Regions from separate parts of the Mus musculus genome. Here regions 1, 2, 3, 5, 6 and 7 are each linked to region 4. A link is a contact called in public Hi-C, HiChIP or PLAC-seq and promoter capture Hi-C data. All regions are on one chromosome and are shown on one strand. The core of a region is the stretch at or near the end of the contact, and the rest is flanking DNA. Distances in the headings are between cores, read along the strand shown.

What was found. Promoter capture Hi-C pulls out the DNA fragments that hold promoters and counts their contacts. A called contact is a pair of places that touch in the nucleus more often than the background predicts. HiChIP or PLAC-seq counts read pairs in DNA pulled down with a chosen protein or histone mark.
Region 1: a contact with region 4 is called in a promoter capture Hi-C map of liver, with 2.2 times the contacts expected there. The contact joins the enhancer-like site here to the promoter of Etv6 in region 4. A contact is called at or near these places in 3 of 39 promoter capture datasets (the C10 cell line, the HPC-7 cell line and liver), 1 of 484 Hi-C or Micro-C datasets (nephron progenitors) and 7 of 115 datasets of contacts at active chromatin or transcription factors (astrocytes, bone marrow-derived macrophages, embryonic stem cells and 3 more).
Region 2: a contact with region 4 is called in a promoter capture Hi-C map of pre-B cells, with 4 times the contacts expected there. The contact joins the enhancer-like site here to the promoter of Etv6 in region 4. A contact is called at or near these places in 11 of 39 promoter capture datasets (the 3T3-L1 cell line, 3T3-L1-derived adipocytes, the C10 cell line and 6 more), 6 of 484 Hi-C or Micro-C datasets (cerebral cortex, frontal cortex, liver and 3 more) and 19 of 115 datasets of contacts at active chromatin or transcription factors (T-cell acute lymphoblastic leukemia, astrocytes, bone marrow-derived macrophages and 13 more).
Region 3: a contact with region 4 is called in a promoter capture Hi-C map of liver, with 1.8 times the contacts expected there. The contact joins the enhancer-like site here to the promoter of Etv6 in region 4. A contact is called at or near these places in 3 of 39 promoter capture datasets (the HPC-7 cell line, cranial neural crest and liver) and 6 of 115 datasets of contacts at active chromatin or transcription factors (astrocytes, bone marrow-derived macrophages, embryonic stem cells and 2 more).
Region 5: a contact with region 4 is called in an H3K4me3 HiChIP or PLAC-seq map of bone marrow-derived macrophages, with 2.5 times the contacts expected there. The contact joins the enhancer-like site here to the promoter of Etv6 in region 4. A contact is called at or near these places in 4 of 39 promoter capture datasets (the C10 cell line, hippocampal neurons and liver), 1 of 484 Hi-C or Micro-C datasets (liver), 6 of 115 datasets of contacts at active chromatin or transcription factors (astrocytes, bone marrow-derived macrophages, large pre-B cells and 2 more) and 2 of 9 other capture datasets (adipose tissue and pancreatic islet).
Region 6: a contact with region 4 is called in a promoter capture Hi-C map of hippocampal neurons, with 2.6 times the contacts expected there. The contact joins the enhancer-like site here to the promoter of Etv6 in region 4. A contact is called at or near these places in 6 of 39 promoter capture datasets (the HPC-7 cell line, cranial neural crest, hippocampal neurons and 1 more), 12 of 115 datasets of contacts at active chromatin or transcription factors (acute myeloid leukemia, bone marrow-derived dendritic cells, bone marrow-derived macrophages and 7 more) and 1 of 9 other capture datasets (adipose tissue).
Region 7: a Hi-C map of the N1E-115 cell line shows a contact between it and region 4, with 2.6 times the contacts expected there. The contact joins the enhancer-like site here to the promoter of Etv6 in region 4. A contact is called at or near these places in 4 of 39 promoter capture datasets (cranial neural crest, hippocampal neurons, liver and 1 more), 2 of 15 datasets of contacts at CTCF or cohesin (the NIH/3T3 cell line and large pre-B cells), 4 of 484 Hi-C or Micro-C datasets (the N1E-115 cell line, muscle stem cells, nephron progenitors and 1 more), 28 of 115 datasets of contacts at active chromatin or transcription factors (the 230-238 cell line, CD8 T cells, the NIH/3T3 cell line and 19 more) and 1 of 9 other capture datasets (embryonic stem cells).

What each region holds. Positions count from the first base shown.
Region 1 is chr6:134,526,386-134,529,085 of GRCm38.p6, forward strand. The region is part of intron 2 of Lrp6 (low density lipoprotein receptor-related protein 6); the gene reads right to left. Among named protein-coding and RNA genes, the nearest start is that of Lrp6, 39 kb to the right of the region's middle. Within about 2 kb of position 1,431, at least 71 of the 459 cell types and tissues checked have an H3K27ac peak or open chromatin away from gene starts, as enhancers often do. A contact at or near this core is called in liver, nephron progenitors and pancreatic cancer cells, where this site is marked.
Region 2 is chr6:134,331,765-134,334,548 of GRCm38.p6, forward strand. The region is part of intron 3 of 4933406J09Rik (RIKEN cDNA 4933406J09 gene); the gene reads right to left. Among named protein-coding and RNA genes, the nearest start is that of Bcl2l14, 63 kb to the right of the region's middle. Within about 2 kb of position 1,382, at least 61 of the 459 cell types and tissues checked have an H3K27ac peak or open chromatin away from gene starts, as enhancers often do. A contact at or near this core is called in the HPC-7 cell line, bone marrow-derived macrophages, memory CD8 T cells and 2 more, where this site is marked.
Region 3 is chr6:134,497,866-134,500,565 of GRCm38.p6, forward strand. The region is part of intron 7 of Lrp6 (low density lipoprotein receptor-related protein 6); the gene reads right to left. Among named protein-coding and RNA genes, the nearest start is that of Gm52921, 48 kb to the left of the region's middle. Within about 2 kb of position 1,441, at least 21 of the 459 cell types and tissues checked have an H3K27ac peak or open chromatin away from gene starts, as enhancers often do. A contact at or near this core is called in liver, where this site is marked.
Region 4 is chr6:134,034,310-134,037,009 of GRCm38.p6, forward strand. It overlaps Etv6 (ets variant 6), which reads left to right and starts at 1,391. Exons shown (of 8, transcript NM_007961.4): 1 at 1,391-1,829. The coding sequence starts at 1,797. Gm46977 reads right to left here and starts at 1,003. Exons shown (of 4, transcript XR_001785383.2): 1 at 733-1,003.
Region 5 is chr6:134,542,875-134,545,646 of GRCm38.p6, forward strand. The region is part of intron 1 of Lrp6 (low density lipoprotein receptor-related protein 6); the gene reads right to left. Among named protein-coding and RNA genes, the nearest start is that of Lrp6, 23 kb to the right of the region's middle. Within about 2 kb of position 1,422, at least 62 of the 459 cell types and tissues checked have an H3K27ac peak or open chromatin away from gene starts, as enhancers often do. A contact at or near this core is called in adipose tissue, bone marrow-derived macrophages, liver and 1 more, where this site is marked.
Region 6 is chr6:134,438,219-134,440,918 of GRCm38.p6, forward strand. It overlaps Bcl2l14 (BCL2-like 14 (apoptosis facilitator)), which reads left to right. Exons shown (of 7, transcript NM_025778.3): 7 at 1-506. Among named protein-coding and RNA genes, the nearest start is that of Gm52921, 12 kb to the right of the region's middle. Within about 2 kb of position 1,398, at least 124 of the 459 cell types and tissues checked have an H3K27ac peak or open chromatin away from gene starts, as enhancers often do. A contact at or near this core is called in adipose tissue, forebrain, hippocampal neurons and 1 more, where this site is marked.
Region 7 is chr6:134,297,011-134,299,710 of GRCm38.p6, forward strand. No RefSeq gene overlaps it. Among named protein-coding and RNA genes, the nearest start is that of Gm17089, 50 kb to the left of the region's middle. Within about 2 kb of position 1,366, at least 20 of the 459 cell types and tissues checked have an H3K27ac peak or open chromatin away from gene starts, as enhancers often do. A contact at or near this core is called in the N1E-115 cell line and muscle stem cells, where this site is marked.

The DNA.
Region 1 (2,700 bases), core at 181-2,680, 490 kb after region 4:
TTGTGGGGAGGAGGGAGGCAATATCTTATGCATGCTGTCACAGCCCCTGTGTATTCATACGTGCAACTGCCTTCGCTATCTTCAGAGAACAGTCACCTTTAAGTCATCTACCACCGCTGGTGCTCACAATCTTTCCACCCAGCCTAATCTTAAATTCACATGAATAAAGGTAATGAATGCATCCTAATCTATGTGGTAGACCTGCTACTAGTCTAACTTTGCAAAGTTGTTTAGAATATCTAAGCTTTGATTCTGTAACCTGTGTAAGTAGTAGCCAGATATTGGCATGCTTTAATTTTTCCTTAATATCTTAATAAAGGGAAAGGACCAAGAAGACTGTTCTCAAGACCTGCCTTACTTACAAGTTTGTTTTTTAATTGTGTCATCTCCTTTGATATTCACTATCACATCTCAATCATCCTTCCCATCTCAGACACGGGAAAAGCCACAAGCAAGATTCAAGCTGCAGCAAAGATGTGCACAAACCCCAGGAGCGGTCCTTTTCTCTTACAGAATGTGGTTACAGATACTTGACACTGGACAGGGAGGAACCAGCCAGCAACTGCACTTCCCTGTAGTTAATCCTTCACTTTAGGAGGTAGAGCCACATCTTGAAAGAACAGAAACAGAACACCAGATATCTGCTTTCCAATCCTCCCCTGCAATCAGTGCGCACGGCTGAGTAGCCACTGCCAATCAGAGAGATGAACCCCAACTTTTGATTGTGATGGCAAACATCTGAATTTAGGCTGAGGCTCCGAGACCTGGAGTTGGAGGTGAGCCTGGGTCAAGCAGCACATTCCAGGCCAGCCTGCGCCAAACAGACTTAAGTTTAAAAACAGAAAGGAAAATGAAGTGTGAAAAGGAGGTGGCAGAGCAGGAGAGGAGGAGGCAGCAGAAAGCATCCCAGCATTTCACTCCAGTGAGGCTGGAGGTCACCTGCACTCATTAATCTCTCTCTAACCCAATTTCTAATGAGGACCTACGGGAGTTTTAGCGTTATGTGTCATCAGAGTGGCAACAGAGGTGAGCATACTGCTAACAGTACTGCCTGCGAAGAGCCAACCCCTGGGGGTGACCTGTAGCACTGTTCCTAAACAGAGAGCCCAAGACAAATTCTATTGTTTACGAAATTCTGTAAGTAACCTAACAGCTTTTTTTAACCTACAGTCTTTTAGTGACTAAACTTATAGAGATTCTTTTTTATTAACACTGTGAATGCTAACACACACTCTCACTCTTAAACCCAGAGCCATCCCAGCAGTCCCTTTTGAGTTTCCTCCTTCTAACAAAAGAACTTTCAAGTCACACAGCTCTTCCTACAATCAAGGCCACCGGCAGCACCGGCAGCCAACAGCAGTGTGACTTCCCGTGCTGTGCAGGTACCAAGAGAGTATCCTGATGAAAACTGACCGAGGGAGCAAAGGACAGATCAAAAGGCCAGCCTAACGTTAACATGACACTCTTACATCACCATTACCAGGGGAATGATGGAGCTGAGAGAAACCCATGAGCAGTTGGCATCACCCACACAATCACAGCCACACAGCTAGTGTGCAGCAGCAGCATTCTGGGAGGCTGCGGTACAGCTGAGATAGCCACTTAGCTCTTGGATATCTAAAAACTAAAAACTTTATGAGTAAGCTCACTTCAGCATGTTTTCCTCCCTGCCTCCTAACACACAAAATAACAACAGCTACAGCAAGTGCCTGCATGGGATCCATCCTTGGCAACTTACTAAGCACAGCAGTGACCTGGACTCTCCCACCAGACATTCTGATTTAATTGTGGCCTGAGCTGGAGCCAGGAATCAGTGTATTCTTTTTAAATTATTTTTGTTAGAGTATAAAGTACCACGTTTCATTATGGTATTTTCATATTCTGCTGATCCTCTTCCCCTGCTCCAATCCCACATTCACACCCACGTATACACGCACACACACACATTAAAAGCTAAGCGCTGCAGATGAAGCACAACACACTGTCCCTTATCTGAGTCTGTGTTACCTCACTTAATAACTTCCAGATACATCTACTTTTCTTCAAGTTTCATACTTTTATTTTTCTTTATGGCTGAATGAAATTCCATTAAGTCTCAACAGAGGCTAGAAAGATGACTCAGGGGCCAGGGCACTTGCCATGTAAGCCTAACCAGCCACATAAAAGCCAGATGCAGCAGGGCACACTTCCATAATCCCAGCACAGCCCTACAAGGAAATGAGAAGCAGAGACAGGAAAGTCACTAGAAGCTTGGGGGCAGGTATATGTAGCTGTGTACAACAAGAGACCCTGTCTCAACATGTAGAAGGTGAGGACCGACACAGGCACACATGTGCACACATGCGCGCACGCGCGCGCACACACACACACACAGAGTTAGATCCAGACAGGCAGACAAATATGGTGGTCCACACCTGTATTTACAAGCAAGACTCTAAAAAAGTTCCCACGGAATTCTACTATATCCAGACAAGGCTTTGACCCAGTGAAGCAGAATGTGATTTTTCTCAACACCTGTCCACCATGCTCTGGCCTTATAGTGGTGAGATTCAAGAGCTGAACTCATTAACCAGGTGTCTCAAACACTAGCCTCAGGTGGCCCAAAAGCCTAAGTCCAAATACTGTATCAAAGCACAAAATCCCTGCCCACACAGCACTTTTCCATTTATTAGGAATGTCCGAGAATGGAAATTTTAAAAC
Region 2 (2,784 bases), core at 132-2,631, 300 kb after region 4:
CTCCATGATGGAAAGTTGATGGCCCAATCTAAAACTAAAAATGTTTGTGCTTCCATGGATACCATATCAAGAAATAGATAATTCACAGAGCAGGAGAAAGCTGCAAATTGTATGCCATAAGGGATTTAAATCTTGAATACCTAAGGAATTCTTACAACTCAACAATAAGGCAATAACCCAATTAAAATATAGGCAAAAAAAAATTTTTTGAAAAACTGTCTCCAGAGAAGACTTTTAAAATGGCCACTAAACTCATGCAAAAGTGTTCATTATCATTGCTCATCAGATAATTGTAAATTAAAAGCACAATTGATGTCATTTTATATTCATTATAAGAAGATGATCAGAAAGATAGACTATAACCATGACAAGTGCTTGGGGATGTGGACAAATCAGAATCTTCACCCATGGCTGATAGGATGGAAATGGTTATGGCCACTGTGGAAAACAGTCCACCGATCCCTTAAGAGGCCAAGCCTACATTTAGAATATGAACCAAGAAATTCTGAAAACATGTGCCCACAAATAAAACTCTATGCACACTGCTGATAGCAGAATTAGTGGCAATCGATACCCAACGGGAGCACCTCAAGTGTCCATCAAACGATGAAAATTTGATCAGCAGTGCTGCTAAATCTATAGGATAGAATATCCTTTGGTGTTAAAATGGATTAAATACTGACACAAAGTCAAGAAGGCTGATCTTTAAAGTTATTGTGTTAATTTAGAAAGGACAGACACAAAAATTTAAAAAAAATCATTCCATTTGTATGAAGTCCAGAATAAGTAAATTATAGAGACAGAAAACAGCATGGTAGGCTGCTCTGTGTAGAGTGGAGAAACAGGGGATGACTGCAAAGGGGCTCAGGGACATTTTGAGGGATTGAGAACACATTCCAGAAATGGTTGTTGTGATGGGCCCCAACAGGGTGACACACATAACCACTGGAGTCCACATTTTTATGTTATTGGTTTGATTTTGCAAAACTGGAGGTTCAGCGTGGTGGGCAAGCATCCTGCTACTAAGCTCCCTTGCCAGCCAGACACCTGCAGTTTTTAAATGCATGGTGTGGGTGACATGTGATTTGCATCCCACCAACCCAGATCTGTGTAAGATGTGTGAATACAACTTTAAAAAGAGCATAATAACTGGTATCAGAGAGACAAAGAAAGAGGAAGCTTGGAAAGTAGAACTCATTCGTTCTGAACAAGCTTCAGAATGTTTGAAAACTAGAAAGATAGAACAGAGGTAAATATGCTCAAAAACCAAGCTGGAGGTTAACTACATTAAAGTGAGCAAAGCAATCAGTAGAGATCTGAAGGAGTCGGGGCATGGGAGCAGGGCCGTGCTACCCTCCGAGTGTTTGCTGCGGGAAGGAAACAGAGCCTGCACCGCACAGACCAGCCCTGTTTCCCTTCCCCGGAAGTGACCACACCTCTGATAAGTCAGTGTAAAGCACAGCTTTTTCCTCGGTTATAAAAAAAAAAAAAAAAAAAAAACAACAACAGACTGGAGTGATATTAAACACAGCGAGAAGGGGGAAATGTCCTATCGTCATCGTCATGTCGTGGCAAGTTCTGATGTCGGTAGAGAGCTTTCCTAAGCACACTCTCTATGTACTTAGGGTCACGTTATACATTCAGTGTTCTGTTCATATATAGTGCTTTGTAACTACATTCAGTGTTTTCCACTATTTAAAATTCTCATAAGCATTATGTCGAGGAACAAACTATACGTAGCTTACTTAGGCGTTTCTCAGTACAGGTGATTGTTTTTTAAAGACTACGTCTCAGTGTGGTGGCACATGTCTGTAATGGAGCACTGGAGAAGGAGGCAAAGGGATCACAAAGTTGAGAGCAACCTAAGCTACGTGGTGAGTTCCAGGCAAGCCTGGGAGACTCAGTGACACGCTGTCTGAAAAAAAAAAATACAAAGAAAAACTTAAGCAAAGATTTCTTTTCTGACATATTCAAATTTTTCATAAACATAATTTGTAGCATGAAACTATTTAATAATCTTCACAGTCCTGATCAAAAATATTATATTAGCTTATATGTTGATAGAAATATATGATAGTCCCATCTGTCTACACAATATGAAGGCTCTTAAAAATAACTCCAATTCCTTTTCTAAGAGTTAACTCTTGGGAAAGATTTTCATCGCAGCATTATTTACGACAGGAAAACTTGAAGTGCTCAGCAAAAGTGGAAAAGCTAAATACCTCATGGTGGTAATTTTTCAGGAATCTGAGGTGTTTCAAAGAATATGAAACAAAAAAGAAGAGTGGTTAGTGATTTTTGTTTGCTTGTCTTTAGACAGATTCTCATGTAACCCAGGCTGGCCTTGAAATCTCTATGTTGCCGAGGATAACCCTGAACCTCTCTCTGCTTCCAGCTGCTGAGTTCTGATGTGGTTGTGCCCCACCACACCTGGTTTATGTGATGCTGGAGACTGAACCCGGGCTTGGTATGTGCTGGGCCAGTGCTCTCAGCTGCACTCTTGCCTCAGCTTCACTAATACTTAAGTGAAATGCCCTGTATGTTTAACACCAAATTCTTTGTGAGGTCACATAATACAGAAACGCTGAAAAAACTCATTGTGGGATCACAGGTGGATTTATTCTCTAAGTATTTTCCAAAGCACTATATGATTTTACCACTATATGGGCACTATATGACTTTCCATTTATTTATTTATTTTGGTTTTTTGAGACAAGGTTTCTCTGTGTAGCCTTAGCTGTCCTGGAACCCACGCTGTAGATGAGGCTGGCCTTGAACTCAGAG
Region 3 (2,700 bases), core at 191-2,690, 460 kb after region 4:
CCATCTAACATGAACCCAGTGAAAGCGATAGTTTTTGAATGTATTCAGAATGGACAGTTTAAACCTGAAGCAGCAGAAGACAGAACAGAGAACACTGCGCTGCGAGGGAGAGACTCGTGTTCTATTCTTTTCCTTGGGGTGGGGGTGGGGACCACCAATATTCCTGAACTTTCAGAAAGAGAAGACTAGAACAGAAGGAACAAAGACTCTGGTGTAAGGATGTTCTTTGGGAAACAAAGAATGGCTAATGTTATGAAAACAGCTTTCTCTTGTTCAAACACAGTAAAACTCTAAAAGCCCAGGAAGCTATCTATCTACTCAGTACCTGTGAGCTACTCAAGTCTGTAAGGCATCCATGCTGGTTTGAATGAGATGCCCCCAAAAGCCTTGGGCACTTGAATAGTTGAATCCCCAGTTGGAAGCTGTGGGGACTAGGAACTATGGCCTTGCTAAAGGAAGTATGTCACTGGGGGTAGACTCTCAGGTTTCAAAATACTTTTGCCAGTTCAAACTTACCTTTTTGCTTCCTGTTTGTGGACTGAGATGTGGGCACTCGCTCAGCTGTTCCAGTGCCATGTCCGCCAGCTGCCTGCCCAAGACAGTGATAGACTCACACTTCTACAGCTCTAAGGCCCAATAAACCCTTCTGTAAGTTGCATTGGCTACAGTGTTTTATCAGTGCAATAGAAAAGTAACTGAGATAGCATAGGATTTTTCTCTAATAACACTGTAGCTAGAATACAGAAGTGGTATTAAAGATCAAAGTCAAGTTATCAGAGTTCATCCAAAAATTAGTTTAAACAAATAATTACAGGGTTGCATTATTTTCTTGTGGTGGTGACATGCTCTGGGGACTGCTGCCAGGGCCTCACACATGCTAAGCAAGTACTTTAGCCCTGAGCTACATCCTCAGCCCTGTAAGCCTGCATTATTACATTCTTTGTAGGTCTAAATTTTTATATTACAGATCACACTTAAAGTTGAATAGTTAGGGAGGAGGGCAAGCTGAAGAATCTATTCTCATCAGAGAGAACTTTCAAAATGAACAGAGATGGAATCTTTAAATAGCTGCTGATACCTGATGATGTAAGAAGTCAAAACTCCTATATCTGTTAACTACTCCGTCTCTGGCAAACTCCTTATCAAGAAGTTCCCAAGTAGTGATCTTTTGCCATTACTTACCCACCTACCCTTTCCAACCCTTCTAAAGACAATAGAAATATCAATGAGTTTTTAAATCTACAGTAGGTTCCCACATCTAAAAAAAAAATTCCAAAACCTTCTGGTCCTAAAATAGTACTTTAGACTCTATTAGTTTAAGAGAATTAATGTACTTGGCAAACATCAACCAATAGCTTTAAATAAACATTTACTAAACCTATCACTTGTGCCAGTAACCGACCAGATTGTATTTTGGAGCTCTGACCCTGACCCCTGGACATGAAGACATGGCTATTGCAATCAGAGCAGCTGTGATCACCCACAGGCAATCCTCATTAACATTCTCTCACAGAAAGCGGGTAGAGGTTTGTTAGTTATGATTTTACTGCTGTGAATGGACACCATGACCAAGGCAACACTTATAACAACATTTAACTGGGGCTCACTTACAGGTTCAGAGGTTTAGTCCTCCTTCATCATCAAGGTGGGAGCAGGGCAGCATCTAGGCAGGCATGATGCGGACAGAGCTGAGAGTTCTTCATCTGAAGGCTACTAGTGGAAGACTGACTTCCAGGCAGCTAGGAGTAGGGTCTTAGAACCCACACCCACATAACACACCTAACCCAACATGGCCACACATACTCCAAAGGCCACACCTCTAAATAATGCCACTCCCTGAGCCTAGCATACACAAACCATCACAGGGGTGAAGGGTCTGCTCACCAGGCAATTAATGAAGGGCTCAAGAGTTAATACGGCACTCAAGGAAGTGGGGGAAGGTGAGGCCCCACCCTCCCCAAGAATATATAAGAAGTTAGTAATCACTGAGAGGGAGACTCTTCGTTGATGGTGCTGCCTATGAATTACCCATAAATCTCCCATAGGTAACTCCTCAGCCAAAGTAAGCTCACAGGCTCACCAAGCTCACTTGACGAAAGCATGTCCTCAGCCTATCACTGGTCTGCTACCTGGAATGAATTCACAGCTAGTCATCCCTCTCCATGAGAAGTCACAGACAGCTTAGCAGAAAAGGGCCTGTCAGAGAAACTGAGTTACTAAAGAGCTACAGCTCCCAACAAGTTTCTTTACATTAATAGTGAATAGCTCTGAAGCAAGTAAAAAAAAAAAAAAATGCCATCTGCAATCCAAATTCCTTTTAGTAAATCTTCCAAGGAAAGTAAATTATCCTTTCTTAACCTAAGAGACAGTTAGTTAAGAGAATAATCATCAGAAACTGTTACAGCTAAAAAGAACCTTAAACATTGTTTAGTTCAAGTGGTCTTATTGCCCAAAATATAAACACTAAAGATTATGTAAATTATTTAAGGTCACTTGCTTAAATATAAAATAAAAAATGAAAGTAAGGGTCCTGTATTGTAAAATGTTTCAAAAAAAAAATTGAGACTCCCACTCTTCCCTACTTAACACTGACATAAGCTTGAAGATACAGACTCCATCCTGTCAAGAAGGGAAGATAGTAAAACCTTTTCCCCTGAGCTCAAAGCTCAAAGGAATAATCCGGGGTGGTGAGGGGCCCCG
Region 4 (2,700 bases), core at 141-2,640:
TGTGGTACCTTGGAGGTTCCCTCCAAGAACATTACTGTTATCAGCAACGGGGTGCGTTCCCAGCCTGACTCTTGGAAAATTTCATTTAGAGTGTCCTAATATGAGTATGTATGAACAGAAGTTCTGTTTATGAAAGTCTGAGCACGTTTTTACGACGCTGAAAAGTGTGCAGGAAATAAATAAATACATAAGAAAGATCAGAGGCAGAACTAGTTCCAGGCCAGCCTGAAAGAGTTCCAGGACAGTCAGGGTTACATTGAGAGATTTTACTTCAAAACAATACTGCTTCCTCCCACCCCCACGCCTCCTTCCCAAGAAACTACAGAGGTGGGAATACAGAGGTGAGTCTGGGAAACCCTCAGCAGGGAAGATGAGTATAATGCATTCATACACGCATACATTTGTGTTTATTTTACCGTCAAAGCACAAAATGGAAGTGCATCAAGCTCTTCGTTATATATCCACATATTAAACCTGTATAGACTAGAGGGTTAGAATTTAAACACCATCTTCTGCGGTGGGCATTTTAAGAGATTATAAATAGCAATAAAAATAGAGTGATCGGAACGCTGGTGCTCAAGGCTAGCGCCTCAGCCCCAGGATTCTGGCAGCCCCTCCTCTGCAGGACCCCGGGCTGTCCCCTCCGCCAATGACCGAGCCCGAGGAGCGGCCCAGGGGAGGGCTAAGATCTGCTGGAACGCGCCCTGTCAACTTTGTAGTCCAGTCACCTACGTCGGTTGGTAGCGGCCGCTGTGGCTTTAAATGGCCGGGGGATTTCGAATCGGGGAAGGCGGGAGGTCAGGCCGTGGGGCGCCCCCGTCGCGGGGAGCACCCCCGCTCGCCGCGTCCCTGCGCCGGAGCGCGACCGCGCGGCTTTGTCTCCAGCGTCGCGCCCTGCACTTCCCCGTGCGCAGCCTGTAACCCGAGCTCCCATTTCCTGGTGGATTCTCTTAAAGCGGCCGCGGTCGCCGCGCAGAACAAAGGCCATTGTCTCGCTTCCTCCTGCGGCGCCGCGTCCTTCCCGGAAAGCCCCTTCCTAGACTGCGGTCCCCAGGCTGCATTTGCGCCTCTGGGAGTGCACAGAAAAGCCCCTACTGTGCGTGGCCCAGGTCCTCCTGAGGCGCAGCCAGGGGAGTCGGGAGAGAGATGAACCAGGCTTGCTGGTCCTTGGGCCACGCTGCAAGGTTCCCCAAAGGCGTCCTCCGCCTCGGGGCGGCCCAGTGGGCATCCCGCGCCCCTCCCCCGCACGCCTTTTGATTTCTCCGCGGCCCGCGGTAACCCGAGCTTTTATTTCCTGGTGGCTCCTTTAAGAGGCAGAGCCGGGTGCTGGGAATTCACGTCAGTTTCTGCCCTGAAACTCTCAAGATCAATGAGCAGAGAGCTTTCTCAGTTCTGCCTTTCAGTTTCTCTCTTCCAGGAAGGAAAACATTCGAGAAAGAGAGAGGGAGGGAGGGAGCGAGGGAGCGAGAGAGCGAGCGAGCGAGCGCCGCGGGAGGGCGGGCGCGCCGGCCGCGGGTGGGAGGAGACACGCCAGGCCGGCCTGCTGCGCCCGGGTCGCCGCGCCGCGACCCGCACACCCCACGCCGTGCTCGCCGGCTCCTACGCCCCCGCACCTCGCGCCCAATCCGCGCGTTGAGAAGAGCCCCCCCTCCCCCTCGGGCGGCCGCCGCCAGCGATGCTGCAAGAAACTTCTTAAACGACCGCATCCCGCTGCCCCGCCGAGCGTTTCTGGGTTGGGGAGAGGAAAGGAAAGTGGAAAAAAACTGAGAACTTCCTGATCCCTTTCGCTGTGAGACATGTCTGAGACTCCTGCTCAGTCTAGCATTAAGGTAACGATCGGATTCCCCTCCTTCCTCCGCTGGGCGATCGGAACCCCCTTACCCCGGGGCTGCTGGTGCAGTTGCTAGGCTGGCGGGGAATTATTTGGGGCGCGAGGGAAAAGGAGATGCAGCTCGCGGCCGCGCTGTACCCTTTAGTGTAACCTTGCTGCACCCCTCTCCGCCGAGATCCTCTTGGGCTCCTGCCTCCCCCCCCCACTCCCTTTCTTTCTTTCCTTTTTTTAATAGTATAGAATAGAGTTTATTTAGGGCAAGGGGAGGGGAGTCAAGAGGGTAGTTGTGGCAGAAAAAAGCAGAGAGAGGGAGAGAGTAGAGAAGTAGAGGCAGGCCATGAACACGTGGAGAGAGAGGGAAGGGAATAGGGAAGGTAGGGGGAAGGTAATAGCCCAAGAGGACAAGAGAGAAAGAGAGCCCCACTCCCTTTCTTTTTGACAATGTAATGCCGCTCTCAATTGGTAGGAGGAACCCGGGTTGTCTTCAGATCTGTAGAGCACCTCCGTAATTAGTGCGCTTAAAAATAAGAAAGGAAAAAGAAAAACCCTTTCTCTTTATTCCTACGCATAACGTGAGACTGAATTGTAACTTTTGTTCCCAAGGGGTGGTCTCTAGGGAAAAAGTTCTAGGGGCTCCACTAGGATGCTCTCTCTCTCTCTCTCTCTCTCTCTCTCTCTCTCTCTCTTTACGCCCCTCCTCCCCCCCCCCCCCCCGTTCTATCACACAAGAATTTTACCCTCTCTTCTCTTCTGATTGTGATTGCAAGTCCTAAGACAGTCTTGGTGTCAGCTTTTCCTGGGCATTGCACAATGAAAAAAAAAATTAAACCAAGGTGAATAAAGTTGCTGAATAGTTGTTTTACGCTAGT
Region 5 (2,772 bases), core at 172-2,671, 510 kb after region 4:
AAGCAATCAACTGCCAGGCACAGTAGTACATATTTGCAATCCCAGCACTTGGAATAAAGAGAAAGGAAAATCAGAGGTCCAAGTTTTCCTTGGCTACACAGGGATTTTATGATCAGCATGGGCTAAGGGAGACTGTCTCCAAAAACCAAAATCAACCACCATTTTTTAAATGTAATGAACCGTTTATACATGAAAAATGAAATAATCTCTAAATAACACATGGAAAAATATGCCAGACCAAAAAGAAAACATATTTAATGATGTTCATCTATGAATGATTATAGAGAATGTCAACTAATCTATTCAGACAAAATCTGACTTTCTTGAGGAAAGCAGGGGTGGGGAAAAAACAGGAACAAGAGTCAAGCTCCCCCACTGCTTTTCTGCAGAGCCAGGGACAGAGCCCAGAGCCCTCCAGCACTCAGCACTGAGCTGCAGCTCCCACAGCAGCATAAAAAACTGGTCTCAATTATAAAGACAGAGGCGACTCCTTTCCGCTCACTCTGTATAACTACTACAGACACTGCCAAGAGCATCAATTTCCCTGGCCTCACTCCAGCTATATACACATATCGAAACCTAATTTTACCCTTTGCATAAGTAACTTTATTGATAATATCAATACCTTACTAAACTTAAATAAGCAGCCTAGCAGAGCCTGATGTAACTTCCTGCTGTCCAATATTAGTGATCTCTGACTAAACCTAATACCAAATCTAGATAGAAACCTTACCTGAAAAAGTAATATTTAACTTTGATAGAGTTGAATTACTAGGACTACAATAGTATAAATTCTGTTTTGTTTTTTTAAAAAAATATCTTTACTAAATTTCTGACATTTACTTTCCCAATATCAAGCACCAATTAAGAACTGAGTGCCACTGTCCTATGGAGCTTCCTATGACAATGGGAAGTCATTACTGCACACTGAGTACCCATCAACCATGTGACCAAGAACACTTAAAATGCAGCTAATGGTGTGTGTGTGTGTGTGTGTGTGTGTGTGTGTGTGTGTGTGTGTGTGTGTGTTGCCTGCATGTCTGGGCACCATGTGCATGCTTGGTGCCCACAGAGGCCAGAGAGAGTGTCAGATCCCCTAGTGAAGTTACAGATGGCTGTGAGCCACCCTGTGACTTCTATAGTCAGAATCAGGGTTCCCTGCAAGAATATCAAATGCTCTCAACCCCTAAAAGTACCACTCCCTTAATTAAAAACATTCTAATTTGAAAAAATTAAGTGGCTCACAAAACTCAAAAAGAAGAGTAATGGTTAAGCCCATTTATAGGGCTATATTGACCAAATTGGATTATGAACATGTGCTCTACCCATCTGTTAGGTAACATGAATTTCTGATCCAACCACACTGAAACCCAAATTCTCAGTCAAAAACACGTGGGCATTCACTTCACTAGAAAAGGAAAAGTGGCTGAGTCATTTCTGCTTACTGTGTGTAGCCACTACAGACACGGTAACCACTACAGACACTGACCCCCTGAACTAACTGCAGACATCCACACATCACACTAATGAACCAGTCCAATTAGTGTCTTACTCAGCTTTTTATAGTATAAGCCAAACAGGAATATCTGAAAAAACAACAAACAAACAAACAAACCATTTCTGTTAGTGAAGAGTTAAATGCCAAAGGCTGCTACAGAAAACTAAGAAATAGTCCCAGGATATTTAAGTTTTACAATTCAAGAATAACAAAAATGTACTAGTTAACGGATACTTCACTTATGGCATTACCACCCACAAGAGACTTTACAAACCAAACTTGTTTATGGCATTAGGTAGCAGCCAAATGGCTTTCATAATTTTCAAGTCAAACATTAATATTTCCACTGAAGAGTTTTTGATCTACAAAAATCTAAAAAACTTTCCTGGTAATTTAAAGTTTATGGGCCTTCTGAGTGCCATCATTGTTGGAGGAGACCATGAGCAGATTAGTATCTTTAATTTATCAGCTCTAGTTATGACAGTGTTCAAGTGACTGTATACTATCAAAAGGTCTGTCTATGCAGCTACTCTCTCACACATGAACATGGCCTTCAACCTTGCCACCAGAATCTGCTGAGTAGTGTGTAACCTTGAGAAAATTACAATACCATATTTATCTACTAGACATACAGACGCTGCACACCTGCTCCCTGCCAGTAGCAAACATAATGCACACCATGTGCTTACTCCACAGTGTTGGCCTGACCTCCTAACAACCAGACCTCAGACAGAAATCACATCTCTTCAGCAGCTACTCGCAGGAGCTCAGGAATCCACTCTCATGGCCAGCTAGGTGGGTGTATCCTTCCTCCCTTGCTGTTCCTTGCGCATTCACTCAGTCAAAGAGAATAACTTTCCTGAATAAAGGAGGGCAGGTCTTTGGTCAATATTCAAATGGCTGAACTCCTCTGCTACAATCTCCTAACAAGTTCTCAAGGTCCATTTTATCCTGCATTCTCTGTTTCTTTTTCCCTTGAAGTTCGGTTCTCCCTGGGTTCTAGGACTTAAGCATGTATCACACCATCAACATCTTATACTTCTCAAAAAGTTCTCTGGGTCCAGGTGTGGTAGAACACACCATCAATCCCAGCCCTGGAACCGGTGGACCTCTAAAAGTTTAGGGAAGCCTAGTCTACATAAGCAAGCTCTAGGGCAGCCAGGGCTGTGCACCCCTCTTCCTGCCCTCAGCAGAGTATGGGGCAATGCCCCTCCTACTTTGTGGGGTCAAGCAACACCCTAGGTTCACTCTCTCTGTGACTGAGCTCCATCAGT
Region 6 (2,700 bases), core at 148-2,647, 400 kb after region 4:
GAGAGAAAAACCTGAGTTTGCTGTTATGTCTAGCTAGCTTAAGTCTTGCTAACCCGTCCTCTCAAAAACTACTGTGGTACCTTGACAAAGTCCATTTGGTACAAAGCCATCTTCACAGATTTCTCTGTGTGATATACCTGCACCCCACCACATCAGTGCGATCGAGAGCAAGGGCACACAGGTACCACAAGAAGATACAGAGGTCAACCTCGGGTGCTAGTTTTCATCTTCCTCTTTGTGCATAGCTTCTTACCCAGGCTGGATCACTCCTGAGCGTCTGGGAGTGTCCCGCCTCCGCCTCCTCCCTTACAGCCACAGCACTAGGGTTGCAGGTGTACCCTGTGACACGCAGCGTTTTAGGTCGGTGCTGTGGATTCAAATCCAGGTCCTCACACTTCTGTGGCTAGCACTTTACCCACAGTGCTACCTCCCCAGCCTGAGCTCTGGACTATTAGGACCCCTTAGAAGTAGCATAATGGTTGGTAATTAATAAAATAAATAAATTGAAAGTTTGCTGGAAAAAGAGTTGCCTGTAACCCAAGCTTTCAGGAGGCTGAGGTGGGAGGGCCGCAAGACTGGGGCCAACCAGACATACATAATGAGTTCAAGACTTTGTCTCGACACTCCCCTTCCAAAAATGTTTTCTATTAAAATAGTAAGTTATCGTAGTAGGGCTTCTCTGAAGACCAAATGTGCTAACCTACATAAAGAGCTCAGGACCTAGAGTTCTTAGGACCTAGTTAGTGTTAACTGACTGCCCCACTCCTACTGTGAGCCGCCCACAGCTCAGTTCAAAGGGCCCCACTCTCTTGAAGCAATTACAGGTTGCTCTTTTGCTATTGATAGTATGACTGGGAAAAAAAAGACCCCCCCCCAAAAAAAACACCCCAAAACATTTAGACAGACATTTGAGTTTCCAATACTCAAGAGAGGCTGAGGCAGAAGGCTTGCAAGTTCCAAGCTAATCTGATCTACAGAGTAAGATCCTGCCTCAAAAAAATTTTTTACAGGTTCTTACACATTTTTGGATAGCTGGCACCTAGAATGTAGCCTGAACAGATAGATCAATGAGGAAGGAGCCGGTCTGTTATCAAAGGCATCACTAACCGCACCATAAGAGGAATGTGTTCCTCCTTTGTTTTCTCCTCTGCGTCCCTGTTCTCTGTCTTTTGTCCAGCCAAACAATTAAGCTTCCCAAATGTGTCACGCATCTCTGCACCTTGGGTCCTGAACAACATCCTCTCCACTTGGAATGTGCTTGCGTGCCAGCCTCCTTCCCCGAGTTCTCCAAATCCAAATTTACTCCTTCATTCCCCCCCCCCTCCCCCGTGCGTCATTTACTGACGCTCCGTTGGCTGCCACAGGGCTGTATTTGGATGTCTTTTCTCGAGGGTGATCCAACGCATTCCCCCTGCAGACGTTGGATTTAGTGCGCTGCGTCCTGTGAACCGGCGCACACAGCCTTTCTCAGTGGCTCGGGGAGCTCTTTTGCACAGATGCAGTTTGGCTTTACACATCTGACACCAGGCATCTCCTTGGCACACGGTTGCAAGCCAGACCCCAGCCTCTCTGCCACAGCTTGTAAATCAGTACAACTGGAGTGTGGCCCAAGATACTCGGAGTCATAACAAACACCGCATGTGATTCCAGAAGCATGCGCAGCCTCTAGTCAGGATGCTGTGACGACAGTAACCAGATCTGCTCTCCTGCTTAAGGCTTCGGTTTAATTGCAGACAAAATAAACGAGACCAGGATGGTAGTGGAGACCTGGATGCTGACAGATGAGAAGCTACATGAGTCCGTGATTGCTTTAGAATGAGGCATGGAAAACATTCCCCGGCTTTACTCCAACAGGGGAACCACCCAGAGTCTCTTAGCCAGAACCGACGAGGAGGCTTCAGAGTCCAGGGAACGTGGGGAGGAAAATCGCACCCCAAGCTGCAGACAGCCCTCAGATGAGCACAGATCAACCTGTACATCTGGAAGTACTGAAAAGAGCACTCCAGAGCTCACAGGGCCAGGAGGGACGCCAGTTTGAAGACTAGGCGGAACACTCAGAATTTCTCTGCAGGGAAATGCTTGCTGCACAATGCCCCATTCATTGCCGGTGTAGTAGACGGATGTGGGGGCACACACTGGTAATCTCAGTGATGGAGACGTGGAGACATGAAGGCAGGGTCTGCAGACCAGCCAGTCTAGCTGAGTCAGTAAACTCTGAGTGCAAGAAGAGACCCTGTTTTGCAAAATATGGTGGAAAATTACTGATTGAGGGAGACATTTGTTTGATTTCTGGCCTTCACACACACACACACACACACACACACACACACACACACACACACACACACACACAGGTCTCAAAGGCAAAAGGGGACATTTATTTCTACGTTAATAAGATTTGAATGCTTGGGCTGGGAAGATGACTTACGGAGTAAAAGAGCTGGGCATACAAGCACGAGGACCAGGTTTCAAATCTCTAGAACCTACATAAAATGAGCATCCGTAACCCCAGTACTCCAATGGGGAGATAAAGGACAGAGTCAGGACAATCTCCAGACCCCTTCAGGCCAGCAAGCATGGTGTCTGCAAAGGGAAAACAACTAAGAGGCCGGTCCTATGACAAAATAAGGTAGCAGATGAAGTCTAGCACCCAAGGTTGTTTCTGACTTCCACATGCACACTACGATCCTCCACGTGCAG
Region 7 (2,700 bases), core at 116-2,615, 260 kb after region 4:
CAAGGACTCTAGCATCATAAACCCACACTCAAGCACCAAGCCATACACTTCTCCAGCCCCTGAGCTCTTTTTTTTTTTTTTAAAGATTTATTTATTTATTATGTGAGTACACTGTAGCTGTCTTCAGACACTCCAGAAGAGGGCATCAGGTTTCGTTACGGATAGTTGTGAGCCATCATGTGGTTGCTGGGATTTGAACTCGGGACCTTTGGAAGAGCAGTCGGCGCTCTTAACCACTGAGCCATCTCTCCAGCCCCCGCCCCTGAACTCTTGATCTCACTCATTACAAAGGAATAGGTAAAACCTCTGTATCAATTTGTTTGACTTTTAAAGCAATGTTTGACAAGCATTAGGCATTGCTATCGGGAGGAAAACCTAAAATAACTTCCCTGGAGAGCAACTTGCCAATGTCACCGAAATTACAAATGCAGCGAGAGCAGCCACAACACGCTTAGAAAATTAAAGACCTGAAAATCAGATGAACGTCCATGAATGAAGAGCTAGGGTTTTTTTCCTGTAATAAAATCAATCCTCTGCGGTTATCAAAAGAATAAATATATTGCAAGTCCACAGCTGTAGGATAATCTTCAAGTTACATGTTCTTATTTTTTTAGAATAGCATGCCAACATGTTGAATGTCGTGGGTCTTCGACCTATAAGGTACCCTCCAATGGAGACTGCAGGGCTGTCTGCTGAGGAACACTGTCCTCTGTTTTCTATGAACAACTTATTCTGGGTAAGGATACATTGTTAAATGAACAAAAACTAAAAACACAGCAATCTGCTTCTTATGAAACACAGTGTATCAAATATGTATCACTAAATATGTGACTGTGTGTTCGGCAGTAATCCTTGATAGAATTCACAAGGAGTAACCGTGCTTGTCTCTGAGAAGGGGGGGGGGGGGCTTCAGCTATCTATAACTACATAAAGGACCACTCCAAATCGGGGCTGAGACTGCGGCTCCATGGTTAAGGGTTCTTGCTGTTCTTGCTGAAGATCAGAGTTCTTGTCTCGTTATCCAGTGAGGCACGGCTGTCAGTTCTCTGGCTCCGGTGGAGCAAACGCCCTCTCCTGGTTGCCACAGACACCTGCATGCATGTGCACAGGACCACTCACAGACACTCACATTTTTTTAATCTAAAAAAAGAAAAACAAAACAAAACCAAAGCTTAGTGGTATGATAGCCACATCCATCCATTCCTTAGGCACACAGGTTCTGTAGGTCAGGGTTTTGAAGATGCAACACTCATGGCTTCTTCCTGGATGTTGGTGTCTGGAGCCCCAGCAGGGAGGAGGTGAGGGGCAGTGTGTGACTCAGCTGTCTGGAGCCTGGAAAAATGGAAAGGTTTCTTCATTCTAGTGTCTGCCCCTGGGCCTTGATGATTCAGCTGGCATTTGGTGTGCATTGGAGTGACACCCTGGGCTTCTCAGAGCATGGTGGCTTCAGATAATCAGATAATCACTTACGTAGCAACTCGGAGCCCCAAGAAGGCAGTGTTCCAACAAGGCAAGACCTTCTGTGTGTAGCCGCAGAAATCACACTCCGCTTCCGTTCTTCCATTCTAGTAGTCCCAAGCCTGCCTAGACTCGGAGAGCAGGCAAACAAAACTATGTGTCATCTATTCAATGCCAGGGCTTAACTCCAGGGAGTAGAATTTCCTCTTTTTATTTATCTTTACTTCCTAATGTACCCAAATAAGCCAAGTGCTCCCTGATACAAAAAGTGTTTTCCACAAATCGTGGGTATCTCTTGGGATTCTCTTCTATACATTACAGTAAAACCATGTTTCTTGTGCGTCCTTGTAAATTTGCAGCAGTTTGAATTTACAAATACATCTATACATATCTCATGTTCTCTCCCCATCTGTAATAGCACATACGCAAAGAGCATGATGAGTCTACATGTCTGCACAAATGAAGGTACACCCCTATACATTTAAAGCTATTCACATCAATGTCGGGTTCTGCAGACACAGAGAATTGTTGCTTCGGTTTGCTGTCTGGATATCTTCCAGCTGTGTGGCATAGCACTGTGGGACCAACATCTGGGCCATTGTCTTCTGTTTAAAAGAAAGCCCAAGACAGACAGTAGCTGGCCTGCCTTTGTCCTAATGTCTGGCTGCCATACCTTTAGTGGAGGTTTTTATTCTCTCTCCCTCTCCCTCCTCCCTCTCCCTCTCCCTCTCCCTCTCCTCCTCTGCTTCCTCCTCCTCCTCCTCCTCTTCTTCCTCCTCCTCCCACTCCCCAGACAATCAACAATGGGTATCTTCTTCTGCCACTCTCTGCTTTTATCTTTTGAAGACAAGGTCTCTCACTGAACACAGAGCACACCATATTGGTTATAATGGCTGGCCAGGAAGCCCTTGGGATCTGCTTGTCTCTCTGGGGTTGCAGACACACTGCCACATCTTATTTTTATATAATTGTTGAGATCCAAATTCAGGTCTTCCTGCTTGTGCAGCAGGCAAGGCACACTGAGCTATTTCCCCAGAGCCCACTCCTTCACTCTTTTCCATTCCTTGCTCTCTCGCCAACTTTTCTCCCATGTCACACTCACCTTGATTTAAAGGGGGGAGGCAAAAGCAGCATGGGGGATGGACAAAGCTGGGGAGGGCATATGGGAGGGCCAGACTAGCAAAACAAGTTGGCAGGGCTCTTCTGCCTTTTCCTAGACACCATCTTTCTATTGTTTAAAAA